Regions from separate parts of the Rattus norvegicus genome. Here region 2 is linked to region 1. A link is a contact called in public Hi-C data. All regions are on one chromosome and are shown on one strand. Each heading gives the region's core, a stretch centred on a gene start, on an enhancer-like site or on the middle of the called end of the contact. The rest is flanking DNA. Distances are from core to core; before and after follow the strand shown.

Region 1 (7,896 bases), core at 3,424-5,923:
AGGGCAGGTGCACACTGTGCAGTGGGGAAGGAGAGGATGGATACTGAAGGGCTAGGCGGCAGAAGCCCAGCATGACGAGGGACAGGTAGATAAAGGACTGCGTGCATGAGTGGGTGCCTCAGTGGACAAAAGAATAGACGGAAGCAGACAAAGGGAGGTACGCATAGGTGGGCGGTTGGGTGAATAACTGGAGAACGGTGAATACAGGGATGGGTGAGTCAGTGGGTGCATGAGTGAGTGAAAGGTAGGTAGGTAGGTAGACAGACAAATGATAGATGGTTTAGTGGGTGGGTGGATGGATAGTGCATGGGTGGATGGATGGATGGATGGATGGATGGATGGATGGATGGAAGAACTGATGATTGGTTGATACATGATTAGTAGAAGATAAATAGGTGATGGATGAATAGATGGATGGATGGATGGATAGTAGATAGATAGATAGATAGATAGATAGATAATAGATGGATGGATAGATGATGGATGGATGATAGATGGATGATAGATAGATGGATAGATAGATGGATGATAGATAGATAGATAGATAGATAGATAGATAGATAGATAGATAGATAGACAGATAGATAGATGGCTTAGTGGATGGATGGATGGATGGATAGATGATAGATAGATAGATAGATAGATAGATAGATAGATAGATGGCTTAGTGGATGGATGGATGGATAGATGATAGATTAGATAGATAGATAGATAGATAGATAGATAGATAGATAGATAGATAGATAGATGGCTTAGTGGATGGATGGATGGATGGATAGATGATAGATAGATAGATAGATAGATAGATAGATAGATAGATAGATAGATGATGGATGGATAGATGGATGATAGATGATAGAGAGATAGATAGATAGATAGATAGATAGATAGATAGATAGATAGATAGATGATGGATGGATAGATGGATGATAGATGATAGAGAGAGATAGATAGATAGATAGATAGATAGATAGATAGATAGACAGACAGACAGACAGACGGCTTAGTGGATGGGTGGATGGTTAGTGGATAGATACATGAGGAGATTCATGGGTTAGTGTCTGGGTGGACAGGTGGATGAGCAGGTAGGATGAGTGGGTGTGTAGAATGTCAAGAGAGTACGTAGATGAAATGGATGAGCAGCCAGAGGCACACTTGTGTGGCACATCAAGGAAGGAGGGAAGCGATGCTGGCAAATTACCTTCAGGGTTGACCTCTTGCCTATTCCTAGCATGGCAGACCTGTAAGCTGCCTTTCATTTCTTGAGGCACTGTCTTGCCTGGTCTGCCTGAATTAGAGGGGTATGGTTGGCATTTTCCATTTCACAGATCAGGAAACCTAGGCTCAGAGTTGTTACGGAAGCAACCTACCAACAAGGCAAAATGCCTTTGGCTCTGGCCTGGCAAACTGCACACCTGCCGCGGTTCGTAGTGTTGGCAGAGGACCTCGTTAAGTCTCCATGGAGCATTCCCTCAGCAAGCAGAGAATTATTCTGGAGCCCTGGGTGGCATTATGCTATTGTGTTAGCCTTAGCTATATGAAATCTTGAAAATCCGTGGTCTGGGCTACCAGGGTGGGATTTCAGATCCCAAAAAAGCCCCTAGCACACATGGTGGAGAAGAACTGTCAGAGCTTAGAGTGGCCCCAGCATGCTTGTCCCGGTGCCCTCTCAGTGCTGGCGCAGTAGCCACATTTGACAGCCATTGCCTGAGCAGCAGGAGTCACACAGCCCACCTCTCTGAGTACCCCCATTGGACCTCCCCAGCAGGCCGGTAGTTCACTGGGCTCTGGATGTGGAGAGAACAGAGGGTTTACTTTCAACTAAAAAAAAAAAAAGAAATCCTGGGAGATGCAGCAGCCACTGGGGGAGACGCAGAGTCAGCATATCTACAATGGAAGTACTCAGTCTTCAATTTTGGCCCTATCTTGTCAAGGTCCTGTAGCCCAGTCCCCAATGTCCAAGCTCTCTGGCCTGGTGTCAGTTTTGTCCTTGGTGGTGCAGGAGGCAGGGCGCTCCAAGAGATGGGCAGGGCTGAGCCCACCGCAGGCTGCAGGTAAGAAGCCCGTCTGCTCTCCTCCCTGAGCTCAGCCCTAGCTGGTGAGGCTTCCAGAAATTGCTGTGTGCATGGGTTTGGGGTAGATCTTGGTAGGTCTCCCTGCACTGACCGGGTCCTGAAATAGACCAGCATGCCTTGCATGGTTTCTTTGTTTACTCCTGGTCAGCCCAGGAGTAAACAAGGTCAGCCCAGTGGGATGACAGAATGCTGCCAAGAGTCTTCTTGGTAAACACACTGCTGTGGCATGAACTTTTGTTCTGAGTGAGCTCATCTCTGGGCATTCTGTCACTCTTTGATGTTTCTCAAGGACTCCTCCAGTGGCATAGCTCAGGGCTGGGCAGGTAGCTCAATGGGACAGGCAGGGGAAAGCCCAATTCGTGTCACTCTCAGCCCTTCACCTCATTTCATGCTGGTCTCAAAAGTGAGGGATTGCCCTGAGCCATAGGCTCTCCATCTGTGAAATGGGGAAAATCCCCGTTTTGAAGAGCTTGTGATGGGAAAAGAGCAGTGATGCTCAAGAAGCGTGCACCTGTGTCTGTCATCAAGGCCACTGAGACCGAGACCTTCTGTCCCTTCAGGTTCCCCCTCCAAAGGTCAATATTATATCCATCAAAATCCAAATGGCTACACCTGCGAATGTGGTTCCATTTCTCCAGGTTGGAGGCGTGACTAGAATTAAAGTGAGGTGGTGCTTTGCTCAGGGCACAGGCACCTCCTGAGTCCCAAGTCCCTGAGGATTCTGCTCTAGTGTGTCATTCTTCCAGCCTGTGAAAAGCATTCATTGCATTGTCCTTTTCATTGATTTTTTTCCCACTTTTGAGCATTATGTAAAGTAGGGCCCCTGGGACAAACACAGGGTGAGCTGCCTTTACAGACTGATTTTCCCTTCCAGCCGCCAGGCGACTGGACGTGGAGGACAGCAGTTTCGACCAGGATAGCAGGAAGGTAAGAAGGGGTACCACAGCCCTGCGGGATGGGATGGCCACTCCAGGGGAATCTCCACTCCTCTCTCTCTGCCCTTGGTCCCTTGGTCCCAAGAGGACCAAAGTGGGAGCCACACCCACCTGCCTCCTTTAACGCTCAGTATGGGCACATGCTTTGCCAGTGTCCTGACTCTGCCATGTAGCCAGGTCATAGTTCTGGGAGTGAGGAGACCTGAATGTCGACAGAAAACAACCCCAGTGCATTCTGGGGTATTTGATATGAAGGTTCTAGAACAGCTTGGCAGGTGGGCTTTTTGTTTGTTTCTGTTTCTGTTTTGTTTTTAAATGGCCAGAGAGTAGAATGTCACAGACCTTACTGGCATACCTCTTGGATGTGGCCAGTTGTAAAAGTGCCCCGAGAGGATGTGGGCACCAGGCATCACCACAGCAGCAGGCTGTAGGCAGCATTTCTCCAGCTGCTTCATGAACTTTCAGAGTGAGCTTCCTTTAATGGTGAGACTGGTGTGAAACGTTTGGCTTCTCACGGTGGAGTTGGCTTATGGGTTATAAGTACGGAGCTGCTAGAAGCTTCTGGTGAAACGTCACCATTGTAGCCTCAATGTCCCCATAACTTTCTTTTCCTCTGCAGAAGACAACGTGGCTGCTCCTCAAGGGAGATGCAGACACCAGAACTAACTCTCCGGACTTGGACAGTCAGTCTCTGTCCCTCAGCAGTGGGGCTGATCAAGAACCTCTCCAAAGGATGCCAGGGGACAGCCTCTACTCACGTGAGTGGCTCTTCTGAAGCGCACCCGGAGACTGCCAGCGAGGGGCCCCTACTGAGTGGGCCCCCAAATCTCAGCTTTACTCCCCCTAAAAAAGCTAAAAGCAAGAGACAGCGTGTGGATGACAAAATTGGCAGAAAGATTGCTGTGAATTTGAAGCTGGCCTGAGCTACCTAGTGAGACTCCGTCTCAAAAATAAAATTAAAACAAAACCAAAACCTCCCAAAGATCAGAGAGCCCTGGCCTCACCCACCGGCTCTCTGCAGTGACATAGCTAGCTGATGTGCGCACAGCGCCCTCTGGTGGCTCTCACGGAGGAGGCAAGACAGCAAAGAGAACAGCTCCCAGGGCTGCTTTTCCCTGGGGGAGGATGTGGTCATGGCCAGGAGGCGAGCACAGACCTGGAAACTGGTACAAGGCACAGTCCTGGTCCCCATAACATCCCGAGAAAGCACTTAGAGATTCCTAAGAGATATGGCCCAATGTCACGGGTAACAAAGCTGACATATGCCTAGCCTTGTGGGTGTTGTGAAGTCTGGCTTGGGGATGATCCCCAAGCATGGAGTAAATTCCCATCGTGTTGTTCACTGAAGATGCTGTGGGTGCCACCACAGGCTACAGGCAGGCTCAGTCTCACACAGAAGCAGCCTCTCGTCTAAGCTGGGCAGGAGGTTTTCCGTGGCTGTGACTGGGATTCATGGAGATCTATGGTGTGAGGAAACAGAGGGAAACCCTGGTTGCCATCATGGTGGTGCCAACTCTGAGTGAAATCTGGGCTCCCTACTCACTGACTTAGGATAGAAGCCAGAGTAGCAATGCTGACCCTCGGGTCACTAGGCGCTGGGCATACAACAGTGCTCTGCCTGGCCAGCAATAGACAGCACGACCATTCTTCAAACCCTCACTCCCGATCATGCACGGCACTGTTTGACCAGTACACACAGGAAGGGAGGGACGAGTGGAGGTACAGACAGCCAGACATTGTGACCAACTGGAAATTGGAATGTTGTTCTGTGGGAAGTCTTTGTAAGCAGTGGATGTCCCTCAGGATCTCAGAACATGCACACAAAGCCGATATCAATGTGAGAAGGCACACCAAGCGGCCCCACAGGTCTGGGTCTGCTGTAGGTTCTTTGGGGGAAGCTAGCTGAAGGCATGGTGAGAGGAAGTGGAGATTCCCCTGTGCGTGCCTGTGTCTGCTGGGCTAGCTACAATATCATCCCTCAGTGCTCTGCCCAAGGATCTTTGTTTGCCCTGGGTGGTTGCCTCATGCTGGGAGTGCACAAGTGCTTTGTGGGACTTGAGTTTGGGCAATGAAGGCTTCTCCACAGAGCAGAACATAGTTACCCATAGCCCTCACTGCCTTGTGTAGTGTTCTGGCATCTGGGCATTAGCTGGGGACTGAAATAGAATGTCGGTGTTTCAGGATGGTATTTTTCAGGGTTTGGTTCTTGATCTATTAGGGGAGTGCCTGGTTCCATTCCCATGACCTCAACCCAGATCTCCCCCATGGCATTCAGCCTGTGCCCCCAGCAATCGCCACTGGAACTTATGGACTGCCTGAGACTCGGGACTGAGGGAAGCAGGACACGGTGTGGGAAGAAGCCAAGCTGTAGAGGTCACCTCTCGGAGTCCTGCTTCTGCTGTTGCCATGCTGTGTGGCCTGAGTGTGTACACTATACCTCCCGTGGCACTTTCTCATCTGCCTGTGCCAGGATGATGCTGTTCATCCCAGGTGCTTTTGAATGTGCTGGTCCCTGTGAGGCAGGTTGTATCAGGTGTCTTCACTGGTCATCCCCACAGTGACAAGGGCTTGTCTGTCAGCCACACAGCAAGCCAACGTGAGCGGTGCACACAGGAAGCAGCTGTTATGTGTGTGTACCTGGCCTGTAGGAACCCAGCCACCTGTACTGTACCACAGCTGAGGAGGGTTCTGCACAGTAGGACCTTTACTGAGGGTTTGAACTACTCCACCTGCCATGTACCATGTGTAGTCATGACTGCATCCCCCTGCCTTTGCTTTTCTCTTGGTGTCCTGACTTCATGTCGCCGGAGCAGGGAACCCCCAGGGTCTAGCATTGCACCTGTACCTTTATCTCCATCCCAGTGTGCTGCCCAGTCCCTCGGGGCATCTGTTCTCTGCCAGCTACTGCTATCCTAGCAATGGGTGCATGTTTTATTATATATGCATCTTCCAGCTCTGTGGGAGCCATTGATAGCTGCCCAAGTCTGCAGGAAAAGGGACAGGGTTGGATTTTGTTGTAAGAGGCCTTAGAGTGAGACTTGATGCCCTGAATCCCCTCCCCTAGCTTGCACTCTGTGGACACATGTCCTCTGGACCCCACATTCCTGATCTTTCTTGTCCTATTCTCTCTTTTGGGGACCCTTACTTACACATGTGAGTACAGATGTGCATACACAGACACAGGCATGGTAGTCAGAGATCTGGTGGTATAATTCAGTACCTGGGTCACAAAAGACATTACTTAGGGGTCTCAGTGGTTCCTAGCAAGGCCCCAAAGTTTTCAGAGGAGTAAACCCTTGCTTTACGTCACCAGGTTGAGAGGAAGGTAGGAGGAGTGGGCTCAGGGTAGCTTGGGGCTTTGAGACAAATGAGACTCCCTGACTTAACAATTCAGGAAAAGCAAGAGAAGCCTCTCAGGGGCCACTTCACTCCAGACTGCCCTGTGCCGTTGACATTGGTGTCACCTCCGTGTCCTCCAGCATGATACCCTTGTGGAATGGTGGATGTGCCAGTGTCTGCTGATTAGCTCATTGCCTTCCCTTGAGCCATTCGGCAGCAAGCAGCTGCAGGACAGGTTTCTGTGGCTCTGTTCTTCTCCAATGGAAGGAAGGAAGGAAGGAAGGAAGGAAGGAAGGAAGGAAGGAAGGAAGGAGGGAAGGAAGGAAAGAAGGAAGGAGGGACAGAAGGAAGGAAGGAAGGGAGGGAGGGAGGGAGGGAGGGAGGGAGGGAGGGAGGACAGAAGGCGGGTGAGCCACACTTTGCCCTTCATTCTTTGACCCCTGGAGAGTGCATGGTGAGAAAGCATTGTCCCTCCCTCGTTGCCTTGTCTGTGGTTATGAAGACCAGGCTCCTCTAGGCCTGTCAGTCTCCTAGAAGTACTGAGGGTGGCAGCCAAGCAAGCACCCAGTGGCAGAGCTGTGGCTGAGAGCCCTAGGTGACAGAACACGAAGCTATCAGAACTGGAAGCTCTTTGGCATTTCCAGTACCAAATTGGGGTCCAGACAGGCAGGAGCAGTCCAGTCACCTAGCACACAGACCTTGAACCCCTCTGTGTCCCAGCCCTGTTCTAGCACGGGACCAAATCTGGGTCTGACTGTAGAGCTGCAGTGAGGGGGGACCAGTCAGGTGAAGATTGGTATCTAGAGCATACTGGGAAGGTTGCCATGGAAATAAAAGAAGTCCTCATGGAGGCCAGTGCCCAGCAGGCCTCAAGTTGACGTCCTGGAAGTAAAGGATTCTTGGGGAGGAATGAACCAGGGCAGATGCAGGACTAGCAAACTGTGTGGCCAAGTCACTGTTACCAACCCCCACCCTACCCTGTGCTGTGGCAGCCCCAGAGGACTTAAGGTTTTTTCCCATGGGACCAAGTCGGCTGGAGGGTGACAGGAAATGGCTGCCAGCGTCTGTGTTCGAGAGATATTCTGGGCAATCCATAGTACACATGAGCGTTTGTAGATTGATTTCTGCGGAGTCTCAGGGAGGGAGACACAGTGGTATAGCGGGAGAGGGACTAGCCAGACACAAGATGGGAACAGGCATGGCTTCCAGGAAAGATCTGAGGGCTACAAATGTGTCCAGGAAACCAAGAGAGGGATTGGCACAGAGCACTGTATCGGTGTCTGTCGTGCTAGCAGAGCCCCAACTAGGCACTGCTGTGGTGGCCTTGGGTCCCCAACAAGCCTGGATGCTATGACATTCCTTCATCTACAACAAGGAGAACGATCCAGGAGCCAGTAGGATGAGGTTCCTGGATCCTCGCCAGGATGCCTGGGCATGCAGTCCCTCGAGGACATCTAGGTGGGACACCCAGACACACAGGCCAGAATGCAGTGAGCCTGCAGCCACCTGCAGGCTCAAGCCTGTCCACTGGCTTTCCCAGCCTGAAG
Region 2 (7,896 bases), core at 3,641-6,140, 99 kb before region 1:
GTAGCCTTATGCTCTGCCTCTTTCTGAAGCTCAGATCAAGTGCGTGCCATGTTTATTTAGTGAAGGAAGAAGCAACACTCTTCTATCTATATATCACTATGAATCAAGCAGGAATTAGGAACCGTCTGGACGGATGGACGTCATCCCTGCATCTCTCCTTTTCTGTCCTGCAGGAAGAATTCATGTGAGCCAAGGCTGACCTCCGCTGTCTGCCCAGTGTGGAGACTACTGTTCTTTCCCCTCTCTTTCAAGACAGGGTTTCTCTTGCTGGATGGACCAGGCTGACCTCGAACTCACAGAGATCCACCTGCCTCTCCTTCCCAAGTGCTGGCGTTAAAGGTGTGTGTTGCCACCCACTACCCAGCTGTGGTACTGTGTTCGAGAGAGCAATGCAGAGCGGTGAGTTGGCTGCCGCTCTCGCTCCTGGTTTCACTTGCCATGGCTTTAAATTATTGAGTGGCTGGAAAGGCCCGTAATGACATCCTATTTCATTTGTTTCTCTCCCAGGCTGTGAAGCAGATCAATACCTCAGCTAGATGTGGGCACCACAGCTTTGGCTGGATCTCCCTCTGCTGTGCCTGCCTTAAAGGCAGGAACTCAGCTACATTTCCAGACCATGTCCCAGGTGAGCCTCGCTGCCTCGTAGCACCCTCCCCAGTCACTTCCAGGGAAACCTTCGCAGGCCCAGGGAGAGGGCCAAGAGCCAGGGAGGGGTGCCACAGGTCTGGCTTCTTTTAGGGAATGGAGGTGTCACATTACCCCCACAATTCAGTGGCCTCCTTTCCTCTGTGCTAGAGACCCCACAGGTCTCTGGAGACCAGGACATCCCCTGTGGTCCCTAATATGAGGAAACTCAGCATCCCCTGGCAGTTTTTTTTTTTAAAGATTTATTTATTTTATGTATGTGAGTACACTGTCGCTGTCTTCAGACACACCAGAAGAGGGCATCAGATCCCATTACAGATGGTTGTGAGCCACCATGTGGTTGCTGGGATTTGAACTCAGAACCTCTGGAAGAACAGTCAGTGCTCTTAACTGCTGAGCCATCTCTCCAGCCCCCCACCCCTGGCAGTTTTGATGCTGGCGACAGAGCCAGGCATGAGCTGGAGGTTGAGGCTGTGGAGGGAGGTGGTGGTGACTGGCAATGTCCTGAGCATGGAGGGCACTGACTTAGCAGAGCTCAGGAGAGGCTGCTACAGGGAAGAAGCTCAACTAGAGCCCACAGTCTGAACCTGTGCTTTCCAGAGAAAGCATTCCTGACAGTCAGATGCAGAGTTTAATAAGGTGTGGTCCGGCAGGACAGGCCCCCTGCTCTGACCATTTACTTCCTGTGTGGCTCTTAGAGTCTTATGTCCTTTACAGGCAATGACAGATTTGGGAGCACACAACACCAATGACACATGGCTCACTCTCTCCCCAAACATCTGGGTATATTCTAGTGGCTGCACTTAGCAATGGTGAATGCCTTGGTTTTTTATCTGTAAAATGGAGATGATAAAACCCTTGAGATAATGCATATAATGTTTGACTCGGAAGTGTCTTAGCCCTGCTCTGACTGCCTTGCCTGGCTTGGGCCCTCGGGTACAGTTTCAAACCTCTCCTCCCTTTCTCCACCATGAGCCAGCCAGAGCTGGGTGGGCCTCATGTGGGGCTTGGCTTCCGAGTCAAACATTATATGCATTATCTCAAGGGTTTTATCATCTCCATTTTACAGATAGAGAAACCGAGGCATTCACCATTGCTAAGCGCAGCCACTAGAATGTACTCATGAGCAGTGATTGGCTGGTGACTCTCTAAATAGGTCATAGGTCACGAGCTATCTATTTGTTCTGTGCCTCATCCCACAGTAACCTACATTCCATAGTCAACAGTTAGGCTCCTCTCCTAAGGGTTAAGAGTGACTTCTATGTCTCTAAGGCCAGGTGGGGGTTCTGACAATCCTGTCCTGTCTCCTATGCACCCTGTCTCCTTCTTGCTGCTTTGGGCATCATTTTGAATGTTCTAGAAGCTCTAACATCATCTTTTTTCCATTGGAGCTGAGTACTGAACCCAGGGCCTTACACTTGCTAGGCAAGTGCTCTACCACTGAACTAAATCCCCAACCCTGAAGCTCTAACATCTTGGCCTGATAATACACCAGATCTCTTCAGATCCCAGTCTCCAAGCTAGGAGAACACCGGGTCAGAACACAGGGGACATATGGATGCTTTTGTCTTTAAGTGTTTCCTAATCACAAAGAACTCAGATCCCATGAAAGGCAGTCCTGTACAGAGAGATCCTTCCTGGAAGGGCACGGCTCAATGATGCATTCTGAAGTTGCCAGCAGTCTCAGGGTGTTGGACCACACCCATCCCTTCCCTGTTGCCCTGGTGCCTAGGAAAGCTCCACCCCCCTCTAGGATTCTTCAGAAAGAGACTAGTCAAGCTGAATGCCCTATCTTAAGCCATATTCTGTTGCTGTGACAACATGCCTGAGCCAGGTAGGTTATTAAAAAGTAGAGGTTCTGCGGCTCATGATTCTGGAGGCTAGATATTCAAGACGGTGTCTCCCACATTTTATCTGCTTCTGTCCGAGTCTCAGCGGTCAGTTAGAGTGCTGTGTTCTGGCAGTTATGGGTGCAGAGCCTCCCGTGTGCTCTTTGAAGCCTCTGGCTCCCTCTACAGGCAGGCTGCTCAAACAGCTGCAGTGGAACTCTGCAACACTTAATGGTTGGACTTGGTTTTCCTAAGTCATTGTTGACCGCAGTCATGAATGGATCCGAGTGGGCCATGTTTGGAAGCGGGTGATGGCTACATCTACCTGTCAATAGTCGCCGTCCTCGTGACTATTGTTTATTCAGCATTGGCTCTAGGCTAGCAGCTTTGAGCAGTGTTCCTTGTACTACTTACTAATTTAACCCACGGGTATTCATTGTGATGGGGAAGGTGCGGAAGCGGAGGCATTGAGAGAAAGCCAGTGTCTGAGGTCACCCATAGGTCACAGCCCTGCAGACTCAGAACAAAGGTCTGGCTTAATATATTCAAATAGACTGATTTACCACAAGTCAAACCCAGCCCTGCCGGGTTCTGTGCATTGAAAAGCCGCAACTGGATCAGTCCTACCTTGGTTATCAACCACCTGGGTCACTGGGACCAGGACCTATGTATGGGTCTTCGATCCTGCCCTTGTAAAAGAATTGTGCTGGATCATTCAGCCCCCGTGTGTTGGAAAGTGTCTTCTCAGAGGGATATGCCAATTCCTCTAGAAGTTACAGGCCATGGCATGCTGAGCTCTGAGACCAGTCTATAAGCACAGGCTGCCTGACTCGTAGGGCTTCTGCCAAGTGTGACAGTGGCCTCCACCAGAGGGGAAGACATCACAGCCAACACCCCCACTGTCTTTACCAGTCCGTGTAACCAGTGTGTGTGTGTGTGTGTGTGTGAGAGAGAGAGAGAGAGAGAGAGAGAGAGAGAGAGAGAGAGAGAGAGAGAGATATGCTGGTACTTTGGCCCCAGGCAAGAGACAGGAAAAACGAGTAGCTTCTCAAAGGACTAAACCTGGAGAACAGTATCCGTCCTGTCTTCCCCAGGTTTCTTCAGTAACTATTTCTCCACTGGCTGTCTCAGGCCTGTGAGAAGAATAGTGTCAGAACACTCAAGGGTCTCAGTGGATTCTGGGATTCACAAGCATAAGCTCACAAGGTCTTAAGAACTATCCTAAAAGATAGGGACTGCCCTTAGGTCTAACGGATGGAGGCAGGTGGAGGCAAAACACATTTCTGGAGCAAGTAGAGGCCTGTTTCCATCAGCACGTTTTCGGGGCAAGAGATCCCGGAGGCAGCCCCGTTTTGTTGTGGGCGTCTGTGGCTGTAAGCACAGCTGCCAGCAGCCTCTTGGTTTACAGAATGGAAAAAGGAATGTGCTGCTCCCTCGGGGCTTCTGCTTTTTACTAGAGCCTCTGGCCTCCTGGTCCCCTTTGAAATAGATGGACAATACTGATCACTGGGGAAGAATTTCTGCTTCTGCCTCAGTAGTACTTGGAACAGCCCTGACCCGGGCCAAAACGTCCCTGGCCTTTGCCTCTTCATGCAGTGCGAGAGCCCAGATCCTATGTTCTCATTCTGGGCCCCGTGAATCCATGCTCTCTCATCTCTTTAGGCTGGCTCCTTCCAGTCTCTTGTGCCCACCTGTTGTCACCACCGACACGAGACAGGATCCACCTGCGCCTCCTTATGCCGACTTTCCTTTCAGTCTGTTTCCACGCCCTGCACTGGACGCCTGACGTCACAAGGGAAATCGATTACCGTGTGGGCAGGATGGCGAGAGGGTAGGATGTGCCAGTGCCTCCTCAGTGTTCACTACCTAGCGTCAGCCGAGCCGTAAGAGCGACGCCTGGGGCATAAGGTGAGGTTGCCAACAGCCTAGTTTGGAGTTCAGACACCTGCATCTGGATCCCAACCCGTTCAGACTTCGCCCCGGGTGTGTGTGTGTGTTTCATTAAATCCTGTTCCTGCCTCGCTCTCCTGCTTCAGTTTCCCCTTTTATATTCACTGGGAAGGAAGGGAAGGTCGGCTCCATCACTCCAGTAGAGTTGCTCCAAGATCGCTTTCTCTTGGGCGTCCTTCTTTGAGATTCCAGTGCTGAGATGAGCTACAGTCCTACACACCTCCTTTAGACCGTGTTGACAGCTCTGCAGAGCTCTAGGAGCAGGTGCGGGAGGGTACCTGCGCTACCACCAGTCTGCGCCTGAGCGGAACACACAGCCTGCCGGGACTTGTAGTCCACACGTCCAACTGCGGTGGCGCGCAGGCGGGCGGCGGGGGCACAGCGCCTACACTTCCCAGGATGCGACCCTCCCGCAGCTCGACAAGGGGCGGGACCTAGATGAGGGGCGGGGCAAAGGGGCGGGGCGGGAGCCCCGATCTGCGGTGGCTCTGCGGGCAGCGGGTACTGTGTGCGCCGAGCCGCTGGCCTCAAGCGTGCTGAGGATCGTGCCAGCGCCGCACCTGCCGGCCCAGTCCTCGGGCTGTCGCAGCACGGGGACCACCCTACTGGGAGCTGCCGCTGACATGAGTGCAGGTGAGAGCTGCGACCGGTGATCCGTAGGCTCATAGCTGCAACCCCGGTAGGGTCTCGAGGACTAGGTATACCTGCAGTGCGTAGCCAATTTCTCTAGCTAATTCCTGAGCCCAGCGGCTCCACCCAACTTTTTTTCTCCAGGGTGTGCAGCCCCGAAAGGCCGGCCGGCAGCCTCTATCTCTGAGCCGGGGGCGCGGAGCTGCGTAAGCCGGAATCCCTTCCCACCGTGCCAGCTAGGGTGGCTGCCAGGGTTGTCTGGCAGGCTTCACTCCTTGCCTCTCGTGGGGTCCCAGGTTGCTTCAGTAAAGGGATCCGGGTCCCAGTAAGGAGCCCTGGGTCGCCGCTGCAGTCCTAACCGTGAAGAGAGGTGTGATGACAGGCGGAGCTTTGCAGCAGGGGACTCCGCCCTTGCGCGGTTCCCGCAGAGCCTGGGTGGTGGCGTCTGGCAGACCCTGAGCTCCCTAGGTTCGCTGCTGCAGATCTGAGTGCCAGAGCCTGTATGTGTGTCAGTCCCGGAGCTGTCTGTGCGCTGTGTCCTTCTAGCCCTTCAGTCCTGAGCGTCTCAGCCCTACCTCTCCCGCCGCACCCACCTACAGAGATCTGACCGCCTCTGTGTGATGCTGGAAAATCCCACATCCCTGCAACCCAGCAGCGCTTGTGCTCAGAGGGAAACTGAGATCTAGAGCTGGAAGGCCTCAGAATCACCTCAGAATGCACCCATCTGACAGCCTCAAGAGTGCGGCTTGCTGGGAGGGCTGATCCTTTCACTCCTCAGGAGAAAGGGTCTGGCCTCCATTTTCAGGAGCCGTGGGATGACCAGACTTCAATGACTTGAACTCTGACAAGTGATAGGGATTTGAACCCAGGGTTCCCTGACTCCAGCATGCTTCCCCCCAAGCCCAAGTTGCTACTGATAGCATTGTGGCCCTTGGTTACATTGCATAAACCAATGGATACAGCAGCTTCCTCTAGGAGAAAGTGGACAGGGAGGGAATGAGCTTGGGGGCAGGTTACTGTAGGCTCCAGCCTGGAGTACCTCATCTTAGGGGACTGTCCCCTCTCCCTCCTAGCCAAGGAAGGAGGGACTTCTGCAGTGGATGTTGAGAGTAACTGAGAGCAAGTGGTATGGGAGCCCTCCCGAGATGGCCAACTTGTTACCTGTGGGTGTAAGGCAAAGGCATCCTCAGACTTGGCAGTACCTCCAGACATTTATCTGATGGCGGTGGGGATAATGGCTGGGTGTGTGCGGGTTAATTTCATGCTTTCAGACCATAATTGATACCTCTGGCTCTCCTGTAATCAGGAGCAAGCGTGGGTGCCCACTCCTTCTTGCATGTGTAGTTTTTGTCCCCAGGGGAGGAGGGCTGGGATGGTCATGGCAAGGAGACTGGGTTTTGAACTCTGATGGGTGTCCGATGGTCTACACTGGGACACATTCCCAGTCTTGGCCTGCTCTCTTGGAACTTCGGTTCCCCTCTGAGCAGAAAACCCCTGCACGCAGCAGCCCCCCAGGAGTGTGAATGGTCATCGCCGTTCTGGGTGCTCTGGGCTCCATTTGGAGATAGAGCACAAGTGCTGTCTGGCCCACCTGTGGATCATGTCTTAGCTTTGGGCAGCATACACAGCAGGGGCTCACCCTCATCTACAGGAGGAGAATGGACACATGGGCCCCAGGGTGTGGCTGCTGTATCCATAGGCAGGTCAGGAGCTTTCACTGTCAACAAGGAAAGACTTCACCGGGCCACCCCAGGAATGGCTGGCACCATCCTGGAACCTGGCACAGACAAGTGTCAGGGAGTGATCCTGGTTAACCTGTGTTCAGATGAGCAAGCAATGGGAGCTCCTGGAAACCTTTACTATGCCCTTGGCTAGGAATTCCTTCCCAACTATGGTGAGGACAGAGTGGGTGCCACTGGGGTATGACAGCACAGTGCTGCTCCAATGCTAGTTCTGGTGTGTCACTGAGGCCTGTGGATGCTACCCTAGCTGTGGTTGCCTGTTGGTTTCAAGTGACCAGGGAAAGGCTTACAGAGTGCCACAGCGAGGCAGAAGGAGATGGTGTTCCACGACACCTGGTCTTGTCCTAAATCCAGCGGACTAGTCGTGCCGTTCTCTGTGCCTCAGTTTCCCCAGATGTATGGAGGGAACCTCTACAGTTGTGTGTGCAGTGTAAAGTGAGCCCGTAAGGTGGTGCTGGGAGTCAGGCTGCACTGCAGCCCGGGTGGCCACAGTGGGATAAGGGGGCTGGGAATCAGGAGTGGGTGTGATGGACCCTGTGCTGCCTCTGCCACCATGCACTGGGTCCTGAGTACTGGGACCTGTGTACTTGCTAAGCCTACATGGACCTGGAGGCTGCGATGAACCTGGCTGAGCTGAGGTAGAGATGTGTGTGTGTGTGTGTGTGTGTGTGTGTGTGTGTGTGTGTGTGTTATTCTGTAACTAAGTGCCACAGACCAGGGAGCTTTATGAGAGAAATCTATTTTTTTGGATAATCCGGGAGCCAAAACAACCAAGATCAAGGCATCTGCAGATTGGTTTCTTTCTCCTTAGCTTGTAGACAGCATCCCCTTCCTGTGTCCTCACAGAGTTGTCCCTCTGCGTGTCTGTGTCCTGAAATCCTCTTCTTCCAAGGACACCATGCTGCTTAGATGAGGGTACATAAGTGACCTCATTTCATCCTGATGACCTCTGCCAAAGCCCTGTCTCCACATACAGACAGTCTAAGGTGCTGGGGTCAGGAGTGCACGGTGAGAATTCAGCTCATAACAGGTGAAGGACTGGCCGCCTGGCTCAGCCACCAATCACTCCTGTGGCTGCTGTGTAAGCAGCTGGAAGGGAC

The links. Hi-C and Micro-C count contacts between places; a contact is called where the count stands out from the background.
Region 2: a contact with region 1 is called in a Hi-C map of Schwann cells, with 5 times the contacts expected there. The contact joins the promoter of Ablim2 here to the enhancer-like site in region 1. A contact is called at or near these places in 8 of 12 Hi-C or Micro-C datasets (the A7r5 cell line, the Rat2 cell line, Schwann cells and 5 more) and 1 of 1 datasets of contacts at active chromatin or transcription factors (oligodendrocytes).

What each region holds. Positions count from the first base shown.
Region 1 is chr14:79,112,733-79,120,628 of GRCr8, reverse strand. Ablim2 (actin binding LIM protein family, member 2) reads left to right here. Exons shown (of 20, transcript NM_001177695.1): 14 at 2,950-3,002; 15 at 3,630-3,768. Among named protein-coding and RNA genes, the nearest start is that of Afap1, 36 kb to the right of the region's middle. Within about 2 kb of position 4,673, at least 6 of the 93 cell types and tissues checked have an H3K27ac peak or open chromatin away from gene starts, as enhancers often do. A contact at or near this core is called in Schwann cells, where this site is marked.
Region 2 is chr14:79,211,966-79,219,861 of GRCr8, reverse strand. It overlaps Ablim2 (actin binding LIM protein family, member 2), which reads left to right and starts at 4,890. Exons shown (of 20, transcript NM_001177695.1): 1 at 4,890-5,057. The coding sequence starts at 5,048.